Regions from separate parts of the Mus musculus genome. Here region 2 is linked to region 1. The links are chromatin contacts, called in public HiChIP or PLAC-seq maps. All regions are on one chromosome and are shown on one strand. Each heading gives the region's core, a stretch centred on a gene start, on an enhancer-like site or on the middle of the called end of the contact. The rest is flanking DNA. Distances are from core to core; before and after follow the strand shown.

The links. HiChIP or PLAC-seq counts read pairs in DNA pulled down with a chosen protein or histone mark.
Region 2: a contact with region 1 is called in a BATF HiChIP or PLAC-seq map of CD8 T cells, with 7 read pairs. The contact joins the enhancer-like site here to the promoter of Tigit in region 1. A contact is called at or near these places in 1 of 39 promoter capture datasets (the 3T3-L1 cell line), 1 of 15 datasets of contacts at CTCF or cohesin (CD8 T cells), 2 of 484 Hi-C or Micro-C datasets (B cells and CD8 T cells), 4 of 115 datasets of contacts at active chromatin or transcription factors (CD8 T cells, embryonic stem cells and regulatory T cells) and 2 of 9 other capture datasets (adipose tissue and liver).

The regions. Positions count from the first base shown.
Region 1 is chr16:43,659,884-43,666,430 of GRCm38.p6, reverse strand. It overlaps Tigit (T cell immunoreceptor with Ig and ITIM domains), which reads left to right and starts at 2,247. Exons shown (of 4, transcript NM_001146325.1): 1 at 2,247-2,407; 2 at 4,126-4,455. The coding sequence starts at 2,344.
Region 2 is chr16:43,719,710-43,725,913 of GRCm38.p6, reverse strand. No RefSeq gene overlaps it. Among named protein-coding and RNA genes, the nearest start is that of Drd3, 39 kb to the left of the region's middle. Within about 2 kb of position 2,358, at least 9 of the 459 cell types and tissues checked have an H3K27ac peak or open chromatin away from gene starts, as enhancers often do. A contact at or near this core is called in CD8 T cells, where this site is marked.

The DNA.
Region 1 (6,547 bases), core at 998-3,497:
CCTTTTTAAAAAAAGATTTGTTATTTCTGTCTATGTGTGAAACTGTGTAAGTATCTGTCACCTGTGTGTGGGTGCCCGCAGAAGCCAGAAGAGGGGATTTGATCCTTTAGAGTTGAACTTACATGCAGTTGTGAGCCACCTGATACACATGCTAGAAATCAACCTGTAGTTCCATGGAAGAGCAGCGTGTGCTCTGAACTGTTGAGTCATCCCTCCAGCGGCAGCAGAAAAGTCTTACAAACATTTTCACATATAGTTGTGCATGTATGTGCATATGTTTGGGTAAGTGGGAACAGGTGTGAGGATACACACAGGGCACTGCTGAGTACGGAGGTGTCTTAGTTAGGGTTTTGCTGCTGTGAACAGACACCATGACAAGGGCATCTCTTATAAGAACAACATTTAACTGGGGCTGGCTGCCAGGTTCAGAGATTCAATCCATTATCATCAAGGCAGGAGCATGGCAGCATCCACGCAGGCATGGTACAAGAAGAGCTGAGAGTTCTCCATCTTCATCTGAAGACAGGTTAGCAAAATACTGGCTTTCAGGCAGCTAGGATGAGGGTTTTAAAGCCCACACCCACAGTGACATGCCTATTCCAAAAACGCTACACCTACTTGAACGGGGCACACCTTCTAATAGTGCCACTCCTTAGGCCAAGCATAAACAAACCATCACAGGAGGTCAGAGGACAACCGTGGGAGTCAGTTCTCTTCTTCCACTATGTGGGCACCAGTGATCCAGCTCAAGTTGTCATGCTTGGTGATGCCCACCCTTAACTGCTGAAGCATCTCTCTGGGCAAGAAGTCTTTAACTTTTCCCTTCTAAAACCAACTCTTAAGTTTTTTGCATTTTCCAAAATGGGACAAATCTACTTTCTTTTGTTTCTACACACATGATACAAAAGCAGACTGTTAATTTTGTAGCCTTTTTCTGGGTTGTGTTCTTCCCACCAGCCCTTGCCCCTGTGGTTTTTCTGTCCAGGTAACCAAGTTTGGCAACTCTCATCATGTCTAGCCCCAGCATTTTACCCTGAATACATATTGGATCTTACTGTTTCTTTGGCTAAAAGGCATTCAGATGTTAAAAAAGTGGTGGAGAGGCTGGCTTTGGTGGTGGTGCATGCCTTAAATCCCATCACTCAGGAGAGAGAGGCGGGCAAGAAGATCTCTGAGTTTTTAAGCCAACCTTGTCTACAGAGTGAGTTCCAGCTCAGTCAAGGCTTCCCAGAGAAGCCCTGCCTCAAAAACAAAACAACAACAACAAAAGTGGTGGAGATGTATTTTTTATGTAAGCCTTGAAGGCTGTGGAGAAGCTGGTAAGTCAAACACTGTCTACAGGTCTAGAGGAGGGGCCTAGGGTGCATGAGTCACTGTGTAGATTTGTGAATGAACAGAACCCAGGATGGGGAGGAAGCTGATCAGAGACAGAGGGACCCTGCATACAGAAGAGAGGGACAGAGGCCTGGCTGTTGAGAATCATTTGTGCACTGGTGGGATGGGCAGGGCATGAGGCTTTGGATGTCCCCTGGTGAGAATAGAGATCTTCAGGCTGTACATCATGGGGCATGGCCAATACAGCTCTGCCAAGAGCCCAGGCGATAGCTGACGGTGTCCTCTCCATCTCCTCTCCCAGTGGCTTTACAGAGACGAACTTTGGTCAACTCTTGAGCGCTGAGCAATTCTTTGCCGACCCTCGTCTCTTCAGAGCTTGTAGGACCTTTTAAATGAAGGAAAGGATGGAGGGAGAAGGGGAAGGAGAGAGAAAGAAAAGATGATGTCCTAGTTTGGTTTCTGTTGCCGCTGCCCTGACAAAAAGTAACTTAGAGGAGAGGGGGCTTATTTTAGCTCACAGGGCCAGGTTACAGTCTGTTACTGTGGCAGGAACTTGAAGCAGCAGGGCAGGGCAGGGCAGGGCAGGGCAGGGGAGGGGAGGGGACTGACTCATCAGAAATACTTCTTCAGAATCCTGTGCGTCACCTACCCTTGAATGCTTTAGATAAAAGTTGGTGTTTCAAAAAGTGCATCAAGAGAACTTAAAAACAACAGATCGGCTGGCTACCCAAGTAGTCAATATACGAGTTGCCCAAGACCCGTGTATCTCTAACCACATGTTTTATTTGTTTTTACAGTGTGTTTCCTTCATGGCCTTTCTTGTGGCTCACCCTATGTGGCTTTGTGTACTTGTTAAGAAAACATTACACGTTTGACACTGCTCTTACCTAAGTCAGTTTTTCCGAGACCCTCTTTTCACCAGCTTGGTTTCACCTTACAGCTGCAGTGAGCCAGTTTCAGTTGGAGGAGAGGCCACATCCACTTTGCTGTAGGCCTCTGGTTAGAAGCATGCATGGCTGGCTGCTCCTGGTCTGGGTCCAGGGGCTGATACAGGCTGCCTTCCTCGCTACAGGTAAGGCTTGCAGACCTAGCAGAGCAGAGACACCTAGCTTGGCACAGACACCAGGATGCTCAGGTAGAGAAAGCTCTAAGTATATGCCTAGGCCTGTATGTATGTCAGCTTCTGTGTATGTATGTGGTTCTGAGGCTCTGTGTGACCACATGGTAAGAGGCAATCGCTGAGAAAGGGATGCATACACGTTTGGGATTGCAGAGGAAGGACTTCATAGATCCTCTGGGTTAGGGACTCTGACTGGACAGCTGTTCAAGAGGGAAGCTGGGGAATAGACTAAGATTGGGAGCCAAGAAATCTCCTGGAAACCCATTTCTCTCCTGCTCCATTTTCTTTTCTGTTTCTGAGGAACTCCTAGAACAATGTTCCAGTTAGTTCTCTGTTGGTCAGAAATACCTGCTTCTCAGATTTTCATAGTCTACCACTAATATGAGAGACTAAATTCTGTTGTTTCTATTCTATTACAAATTGTAGATAAACATTTCTGAGGGAAGGAAACAAAATATTTAGAGACTATACTACAAATTAGTTTAAAGGCTGAACTTATAAGACTGAAGGTAGAGAGGAGCCAAGGTGGGGCAGGCTGGTAGGTAGCAAAGAAGTTGGCTTCATCTAGGAGAAGGCCTTTCTTCCCCTCTTACCTCTCCTCTACTGTCTTCCCTTCCTCTCCCCTCCCCTTCCTTCTTCTCCCTTCTTCCCCTCCCCTTCCCTCCCCTCCCCTCCCCTCTCCTCCCCTCCCCTCCCCTCCCCTCTCCTCCCCTCCCCTCCTATTTTCTATGTTTCCCTCCCCTTCTCTTCCCTTCCATTACTTCTCCTTTCCCTTCTTTCCCTCTTTCTCATTGTCCTCTCTTCCCCTTCCCTCTCTCTTTTGCTTTAGTTTGTTTCTTTGACAGATACATGGTCTTTCTATGTTTCCAAGGCTGGTCTGGAATGCACTATGATCCTCCTGCCTCATCCTCCCATGTACTTGGATTAAAAATATATGCTGCTACTTCTGGCTGAGAAGTAGATTCAAGTTTCCTTTCTCTGTGTTCTCTCTCTCTCTCTCTCTCTCTCTCTCTCTCTCTCTCTCTCTCTCATTTTCCTGACATCCCAAATGCCAATCAAATAGCCCAGTTCTATTTTCAAAACATAGGGCTAGACACAAGGCTAGACTGCTGGAACCTAGAGAGAAGTACAAGATATGTTGGTGTCGGGCTGATAGTCTAAGTGGGAAAGTTAAATAAGTTCATTGAAAGCAATCAGCCACCTAGCCAGGAAGCCGAGCGGAACATCCTGAGCGGACAAAGTGCTAGAAGCCTTGTAGTAAGAAGCCAGACATCTAATAAGACAACATTTAATAATACATCGCATGCAGGGGAAAAGGAAGGGCTTAAAGCTAGGGTCCTCAGGTAAGGAGGAAGCACAGCTCTGACTGATGGGTGAGGATGAGGCAGGTTGGCAGGAGCAAGCTTCAGAAGCAGCCATGGGGAGCAGGATGGGAACAGAGTCCATGGGAAAGGGACCATGGCTGGGGCTTCAGGCCTCGAGTGACAGGCAGAGGAAGAAAAACTCTGGAAATCAATGATGGTCTCTATGGGGGGCACCAGGAGAGACTGCAGACTGTGGACATCTGTTCCTAGAGCCAGATCTGGACTCTGAACCCTCTGGGATTCTTCAGGAAGGTTGAAGGGCAGCTGCTGGCCAGAGACTCACGTGTGCTTTTCCCTCACCCATAGGAGCCACAGCAGGCACGATAGATACAAAGAGGAACATCTCTGCAGAGGAAGGTGGCTCTGTCATCTTACAGTGTCACTTCTCCTCTGACACAGCTGAAGTGACCCAAGTCGACTGGAAGCAGCAGGACCAGCTTCTGGCCATTTATAGTGTTGACCTGGGGTGGCATGTCGCTTCAGTCTTCAGTGATCGGGTGGTCCCAGGCCCCAGCCTAGGCCTCACCTTCCAGTCTCTGACAATGAATGACACGGGAGAGTACTTCTGTACCTATCATACGTATCCTGGTGGGATTTACAAGGGGAGAATATTCCTGAAGGTCCAAGAAAGCTCAGGTATGTCCTTTGAGGCAAGGTGGTAGTGAGCCACTTTCTCTCACATAGGAAACACCACCCTGACACACTCTAGGAAGTAGAGTGTCTCAATCTTGGAGCACTTTGAACTCATTAGAGGATCTTTCGGGGCATAGTAAAGATAGAACAACTGAAAGTGATGAACGTAGAACCTTGTGGGGGCAGAGCTAGGATCTGATACGTTCCAGAAACAACCAGCCGATTCCCATGCACAACCACAGATTTTGCATAGGAAATCCATCTTATCTAAAATGAGGTGACTTGCAGATGAGGTCATACATGAAAGGTGCTCATTTAATGACTTAGTATCACTCATGCAAATTAGAATTAGCTCTTAACAGAGGATGGCCTAGTCAGCCATCAATGGGAGGAGAGGCGGCCCTTGGTCTTTCAAAGATCATATGCCCCAGTACAGGGGAATGCCAGGGCCAGGAAGCGGGAGTGGGTGGGTTGGGGATCAGGGTAGGGGGAGGGTATAGGGGACTTTCAGGATAGCATTTGAAATGCAAATGAAGAAAATATATAATTAAAAAAAAAGAATTAGCTCTTAAGTTTGAGCTGATTTAAAACAGGCCACAGCAGGTGCTGAGTGAAAAAGTATAATAGTCACCCACCTTTGCATGATGACTATTTGGAAGCTTCAAAGCTTCCAAATGCCCTCATAAATGATTATTCTTCTACAAACATGAGCCAATTTTACTGAGGAAAGGGATTATGAAAATCGTATCTGAAAGATAGTTTAGCAAGGTAGTAAAGTGCTCAGCCTCTAATGCCAGACATCATAGGTCCAAACCTTGCTGATGGATTAATTTGTCCAGTCAGTATGGCTATAAGATTTTATGAGCTGCTAATGTGGGCTTGGATAACCTACTATAAGAAAAAGCCCTTAGCATGATGCCAGCCATATAGCAAGTGCCATGTTAGGTGTTGATCATTCCCATCTGATTGATGGTTGTGGAAGCTAAGGCTTGGAATTGCTCAGGGTGAGAAAGCTGATTTTAAATCAGATGTTCTGGCTCCATGGATCACCACACTCAGAGCTGCATACTATCAGTTATATTGGAGTTTAGGTTAAGAACATATATGAATTGAAATTATGTTGGAGTTTAGGTTTCATGAGTTTTAAGAATAAATATACTTTGAAACGATAAAAGTTTACCTTAATGTTTCCTTTCAAACACTGCTTCCTGGCACCTGTGCAGTGTGCATGCTATGGTCTTCTATCCCTGTTCTTCCTGAGTGAGCCATGGCTATGACCAGGAAGGGGTCAGCCTGGCCTATCATGTCTAAGTCCTCAGAGCAGGAGGAGCATGCTGGGACTTTGGAGTTCCCAGGCATGGTCTTTGTCCTGAGGGATCAGATACTGGAGTCTCCTTTCCTATGATCCCTTGTGTTCAGGGATGTGGGACAGGCTTTTTCTTATTTCAAGTCTTCCCAGGACTCTGGGGTTCCTGCCCAAGCTCCTGGAGAAGAGAGAAAGGTGGGAGGAAGTATCCTAGAATTCATTTTTCTTTAGCATATCACAGCTATCCTTAAGCATCTACTGGGTACTAAGGACAGAGAAAACAGCAGAAGTTAAGGTTGCAAGAGCCTCACTCCTTCCAGGGTCTCACAACTGGACTATATGGCTAAGATACTGTTATATGCTTTTCTTTGCATATAATCTTGTTTCAATTTTGAATTAACCTGTTTTTATTTTATTGTTTGTGTTGAATTAACCTATTTTTATTGCTATATATGTATATATACATTTTATTTTATTGTGTACTTGCTATTTATCTACTTATTTTGTGTGTGTGTGTGTTTTGGTAGCACATACATCTATGCATTACCTTTATTCTGGTGTCTGTGGAGGCCAGAAGACTCTGGATCAAAAGACTGGGGTTATAGATGGCTGTGAGGTGCTATGTAGGTGCTGGGAATCAAACAGATCCTCCAGAAGAGCAGCCACCTTTCCATCACTCCCCAAGTTTTATTTTAGATGACATTGTTTGTTTCATTTTATGATTCCTGAAAACAAGTGTTGAACAGGGAAAGGCTGACAAAATCTGCTCTGAGGTATCCATAAGGCACA
Region 2 (6,204 bases), core at 1,109-3,608, 59 kb before region 1:
TTATTTTAGTCCTGCTAATGGCTGAGAGTGCTATCCTGTGGTTCTCACTTGTCCTTCCCGAATGAATAAAAAAGTTGAACGCCTTTCCGCGTGCTTCTCTTCCATCCACGCGTGTGGCGTCGATTGTTCTACCTGGAGATGAGGTAATTTCCGTCCACGTGGTTTGGGTTGATTGTTAAACCTAGAAACACAGCATACTACAGATGAGAGGAAGGCAAGCAATAATTGAATGAGAAATAATAGCTGTAGCAACAACGAAGAAACACAATTAGAAACTCTGAGAGAAATCAGTGCACAGAGGAAGCCACGTCCCACAAATGAAGTAAATTACAGCGTAGGGGCTGAGCAACTGGGGAGACAGAGAAGCAGTCATTTCTGAAATAATGAACCACAACTTCAGATATCTAGGGAAAAATGAAGAGGAGCAACTGACACATTTTGGATTCACATTTCCCCCCCTTAAGCTTGTCACAATCACTAGACTTAAACACACTTGTGTGTTCTCTCAAGTTTTGTCTTTTTCTTTGAAATTATTATGTCATTTCAAAAAATAGGTATTTCCTCCCATAGATGGTGCTTATTTTTCTCTTTCAGCATTTCAAACTTTGTGTTTTCTACAAATTAAAAAGAACGCAGTACAGAGAAACCCTGTCTCGAAAAACCAAAAAAAAAAAGAAAAAAAAAAAAAAGAACGCAGTGTTGATTTCAGCCCTACCGGTGTCTTTTGCAGACAGTTGATGAAGTCTTACTTCTTGCAAATGTAAACTTTTGCTCATTAAGCAGCATAAATTGAAAAACTCTCAAATAATCACTTAAACCTCTTAACATTTTCTAGAACCTTCTTTCTAGCTTCAAAGTAGAAAATTGGAGTGGAATAGTTTTTTTTATTTCTAAAATATAACTTTCTGAAGTTTGATTTATGCTTCCTTTTTTCTCTTTTTAAAATTTTGCTTATCAGATTCAAATACATGCCTTGTAACTTTATTCAAAGAGAAAAGGAGAAACAGTGATGGTCTTTGTGCTGTGTAAAAATATTTATCATTTCCTACCTGTCTCCTCTCCAAGACCAAAAGTTCATAAACAAATCAGATTTAACATACAAATTCTTTTGATGATTTCTCACCGTTTTGGCTAAAATTACACATTTTAAAGAGTAGACACTTTATTATTATTACTTTTTAATTCTCACTTTCAGTGTCTGAGAGTTTGTCTGCATCTGTCCTATGCACCAGGGGTGTGCAGTTCCCTCAGAGGCCAGAAGAGGGTGCTGTCTTCCTGGAACTTGGAGTTACAGGGAGTTGTGAGCAGCCGTGTGGCTGTCACGAAGGGAGCCAGGGAACCCAGGAAGAAGCCTTGAGCCTTAACTGCTGAACCATCTCTCCATTCTCAAGATGGGTTTTGTTTTGTTTCTTAAGTTGTTTCATGAGAAGGAGACCAACTGTGAACCACTTCTTAGCTCTGTTCTCAATTCTTCCCACTCCCTGTGCATTTTCTTTGTTTAGTGTATGTTTTTTTTTTTTTTTCTCTTGTCCTTCAGTTTCTTGCAGTATGCACTCTGTAACTCATTCGTTTTGCGATTGGTTTTAATCCTCACCATGATTTGCTTATTTTAATTCCCTGTCAAATCTTTTGTCCTTTTATACAGCCTTTTAAAACCCACTTTTACTTTCACAGACACAATGCTCTTTCTTGACAATTATGCAAGAAATAAGATTTTTTGGGGTGGGGGTCTCCTTCAAAGATGTTTTTCCCCCCTATTAGATCGATATAATTCTTTGGGATTATTTATATTTTAAAAATCAATTTAAAGTAATTAACTGGCTTTGTTTTAAACTTTTTAGTAATTTATATGGAGTTTACAGTACACAGGTATAAGTTTTTATTGTTTACTTAGAATTAACCTTGTCCCACTTCACCCAAAGTGTGGAAAACTTTTAATTGTGTGGGTGTATTTATCCTCACCCTCTCCTTCCTGGTGGAGTTGGTTGGTGCACCTCCCTCTATAGCCAGTACAGGTTCTTATGAGATAACGTCACCCGTCTTTGCTTTAAGCAGTTTCATGGGAAACAAAGAATAAATGGTCCTCTCTCTTTACCAGCCCCATGCTCTTCCCGGCTTCCTGAAAATTTGGTTTCTATTTGCTTTAATTTTCCTTGAGCCAGGAAAACTTTGTAGATAACTTTATGTATTTTTATATCTGCCAGCAATAAATTCACTTCATAATTTAAATTTTTTGACTCCTACTGTTCTTTCTTTTATTCATTCGTTTTTGAAATTCTCTCATCATCGTGTGTTTGTGACTGTGCGCTGTGCTGTGGATGGAGGAAGTAGGGGTGGCTTTCAGGAGTTGGTTCTCTCTTTCATGTACTAGGTCTCTCCTACATTGGCCCCAGGAGTATTGTGACTACAGACACACGCCACAGTGTCAGCCTTCAGCAATGTTTTTGGATTTTTTTTCTGTGCTGGGATCTAAACTAAACTCATGCCAGGCAAGAGTGCTCTACCACTGGGCTACCTCCCTAGCCCATGCCTTTCTTTTAAAACAATTTGTCCCATTTATCTTTACTTTGTGTATGTCTATATTATGTGAGGGGTGGTGTGTTTGTGTGGTGTGTGTGTACCACGGTGCATGGGTGGAGATCAGAAGAAAACTCTATGGAGTCACTTCTCTCCTTCCACCTTTACTTGGGGTGAAATTTGGGATGCTTTGTGCAACAAGCACCTTTACCCACTGAGCCATCCTACAGGCCCCCATCCTCGTTTGTAAAGACTATCTTTATTGTCCTGTCTATAGTTTAGTAGTCCAGTGTATATATTCTTCACCAAAAACTGGAGATGTTTTGGCCATTATTTTAAAAATACATTTATATGCTCTGATTTTTATTCCCTTCTTTTAAGATCTCCAATTATATGCATGTTAGACCATATATGATTTGTCATGTGTCTCAGGACCTTATTTTATTTCTGTTTTTTTCCCCTCCATCTCTGTCTTGCTTCTTCAGCTTGGATAATTTTCAGTCATCGAATTTGTACTTAGTTTTTTGTCTTTGTTTGTTTTTTTTGTTTGTTTTTTTGTTTTGTTGGTTTTTTTGTTTTTTTTTTTGTTTTTGTTTTTTTGTTTTTTTTCTTTTTGGCTTTTTTCAAGACAGGGTTTCTCTGTGTAGCCCTGGCTGTCCTGGAACTCACTGTGCAGACCAGGCTGGCCTTGAACTCATAAATCCACCTGTCTCCGAGTGCTGGGATTAATTGCACTTAGTTTATAAAGTTTCTCCTTTTTTCCTCTTGTTTTACTCATTACGAGTATATTTTTCTTTATCACACCAGGCACAGTTACATGGCTGTTTGTCCATCATTCGGGATCTCCATTAGCTCCTTTATTGTAAGCAGGAGCCCATTTTCTTAGTTCTCCAATGAGAAATTTATCATTTTACTTTGTACATTATGAATGGTAGATGTAAATTTTGTCATATTTTTTCAAAATTGTTTTTGTTTTTGAATTGTCTATTAGGCAGCTGACCTGGCTGCATCCACGGTCATGGACTTTGAGTTTGATTGGAGATTTAGGAGTCAACCAGCTCTTCGGACCACATTTAAATAGAGAAGTTGGGGGATTCATTCCCTGACTATGGCTTTTCTTTTGGATTCATTTCTCAAATTTCCAATGGCTGCTGGTTTTCAAATTCTGTACTCTGTTCTTCAGGCCAAATGGACCATAGTTTGTTCCTTCCTTCCTTCCTTCCTTCCTTCCTTCCTCTCTCTCTCTCTCTTTCTCTTTCTTCTTTTATTTATTTAAACAATTTTTATTAGATATTTTCTTCATTTACATTTCAAATGCTATCCCCAAAGCCCCCTATACCCTCCCCCTCCCCTGCTCCCCAGCCCACCCACTCCTACTTCCTGGCCCTGGCATTCCCCTGTATTAGGGCATATGATCTTTTCAAGACCAAGGGGCCTCTCCTCCCAATGATAGCCGATTAGGCCATCTTCTGCCACATATGCATCTAGAGACATGCATGAGCTCAGGGGGTACTGGTTAGTTCATATTGTTGTTCTACCTACAGGGTTGCAGATCCCTTCAGCTCCTTGGGTACTTTCTCTAGCTCCTCCATTGGGGGCCCTGTGTTCCATCCAATAGATGACTGTGAGCATCCACTTCTGTATTTGCCAGGCCCCGGCATAGTCTCACAAGAGACAGCTATATCTGGGTCCTTTCAGCAAAATCTTGCTGGCATATGCAATAGTGTCTGGGTTTGGAGGTTGATTATGCGGACCATAGTTTTCTATTGGAAGTTTAGCCGGTCTAAGTACTTACTAACCACAGATCACCTTCAAGCTAAATAATATCCAAATAGGAGAGAGGTTACATGTGTTCGCTCCTTTGTGCTGGATTCAACATTACTCCAGAAGTTACCTGATCTGGTTTATTCTCTAGAGCCTCCTGAGTATTTAGTGTTTCTACTGTACTCAAAGCTCATCACTACCATCTGTAGGTATATCAACCTGGTTAGACTTTACTTAATCATTCATTTTGATTGCTGTTGTTGTTGTAATCCAGGCTTGCCTAGATGTTTCTATGTAGTCAAGGCTTTCCTTGATCTTCCTGCTTCAGATACCTGAGTGTGTGTGTCACCAGATCTTGTGACCATTAGATTTTGAACTTTAGAAGCGTAACATTCCAGGAGTTTTTTTCAGCTTATTCATCCTTATATTCGATAATTATTATTAGCTTGATATAAAACGAGAGGGCTGGGCTCCTTACAAGGCTGAGATGCTTCGTTTCTAGATCCTTCAGTCAAAAACAAAAAGTGTGAATTGAAAAGTGTATTTATATTGTCCCTCAGAGGTCTCAGCGGGGCGGAGAGGCACCTGAAGACAGGAGTAAAACCCACAGGGAATTCCATCTCTGTGCCAATGAGTTTCTCTTCTGAATTTGAAATGGGACTACTCTGGCAGTGTCACGGATTTTTGCCTGGCAGGGTATCCTATGCCAGATGTTCTCTTGGAACGAAGCCTTGCCTATAGTTAGCTCAGTCTATGAAATAACTTCCTAACAACTAACGGTTACTAATACTGGGCATAGTCTTTTCTGCTTGCTTGTTGCTGGGGTTGTTCATGTGGAAGACTGGTTGCCAACAATATTTTTAGTATTATTTCTTCTCTTGCTATGAGTGGTAGTGGTAGAAAACAGTATTGGAATCTCCTTGCCATTTGGTAGGTATTCAGTAACTATGGGTTGCATAAAGAAAATATTTATTGAATTCACTGTATAGATGAATCAAAAGAGAGTTTTCTCTTTCGTATGTAAGGGTATATTTAGCATTCTGGAGAGTAAGAATTAAAGAGTTGTGGTAAATATTTTCAAATATCTTTAATTTAGAAGATTTTTATTGAGATCTGGAGAGATGGCTCAGCGGTTAAGAGCACTGACTGCTCTTCCAGAGGTTCTGAGTTCAATTTGCAGCAACTACACGGTGGCTCACAACCATCTGTAATGGGATTGGATGCTCTCTTCTGTGTGTCTGAAGATAGCAACAATGTAGTCACATACATAAAATAAATAATTAAATCTTTAAAAAAGAGAGAGATTTTTTGAGAGTAAGAATGAATAACTTATCAGAATATTTTAAACCTTTTTTTATTAGTTGACAAGCATACATACAATGTGACTTTGTCATTCCTCAACCCTTCCCTTCACATTCCTCCCATACTTCTCCCCCTTGCTTTTCTCTTTCAATCTCTTGTGCTTTTTTTTATTGAAACTCATCAAGTCTTCTTCGTGTTGCCTATGGGCATATGGGGTAGGGTCACCTATTGGACCATGAATAGCCTCTCAGTGTCTCATCCTTGAAGAAAATCAGTTCCCCCTCCCTCAGCAGCCATCAGTTGCCATCAGCTCTTCAGCCAGGAGCCAGACCTCATGAGCTCCTCACCCACCCATGCTGGGAATTTTGACTGACTGGTCTTGTGCAGGTCTTGTGCACGAAGTCACAGCTCTGTTACATCTGGCAAACACTGTCTTCCTGCGGTTGTATACTACCCCTGGCTCTTGGAATCTTTCTTTCCCTTCTTCCACATGATCTTCCAGCCTTGGGAGATGTGATAGAAATGTCCCATTTAGGGATGAGCACTCCACAGTCTCATTATCTACAACTATTGACCAGTTATGAGTCTATGTTCATCACCATCTTCTGCAAGAAGAAGATT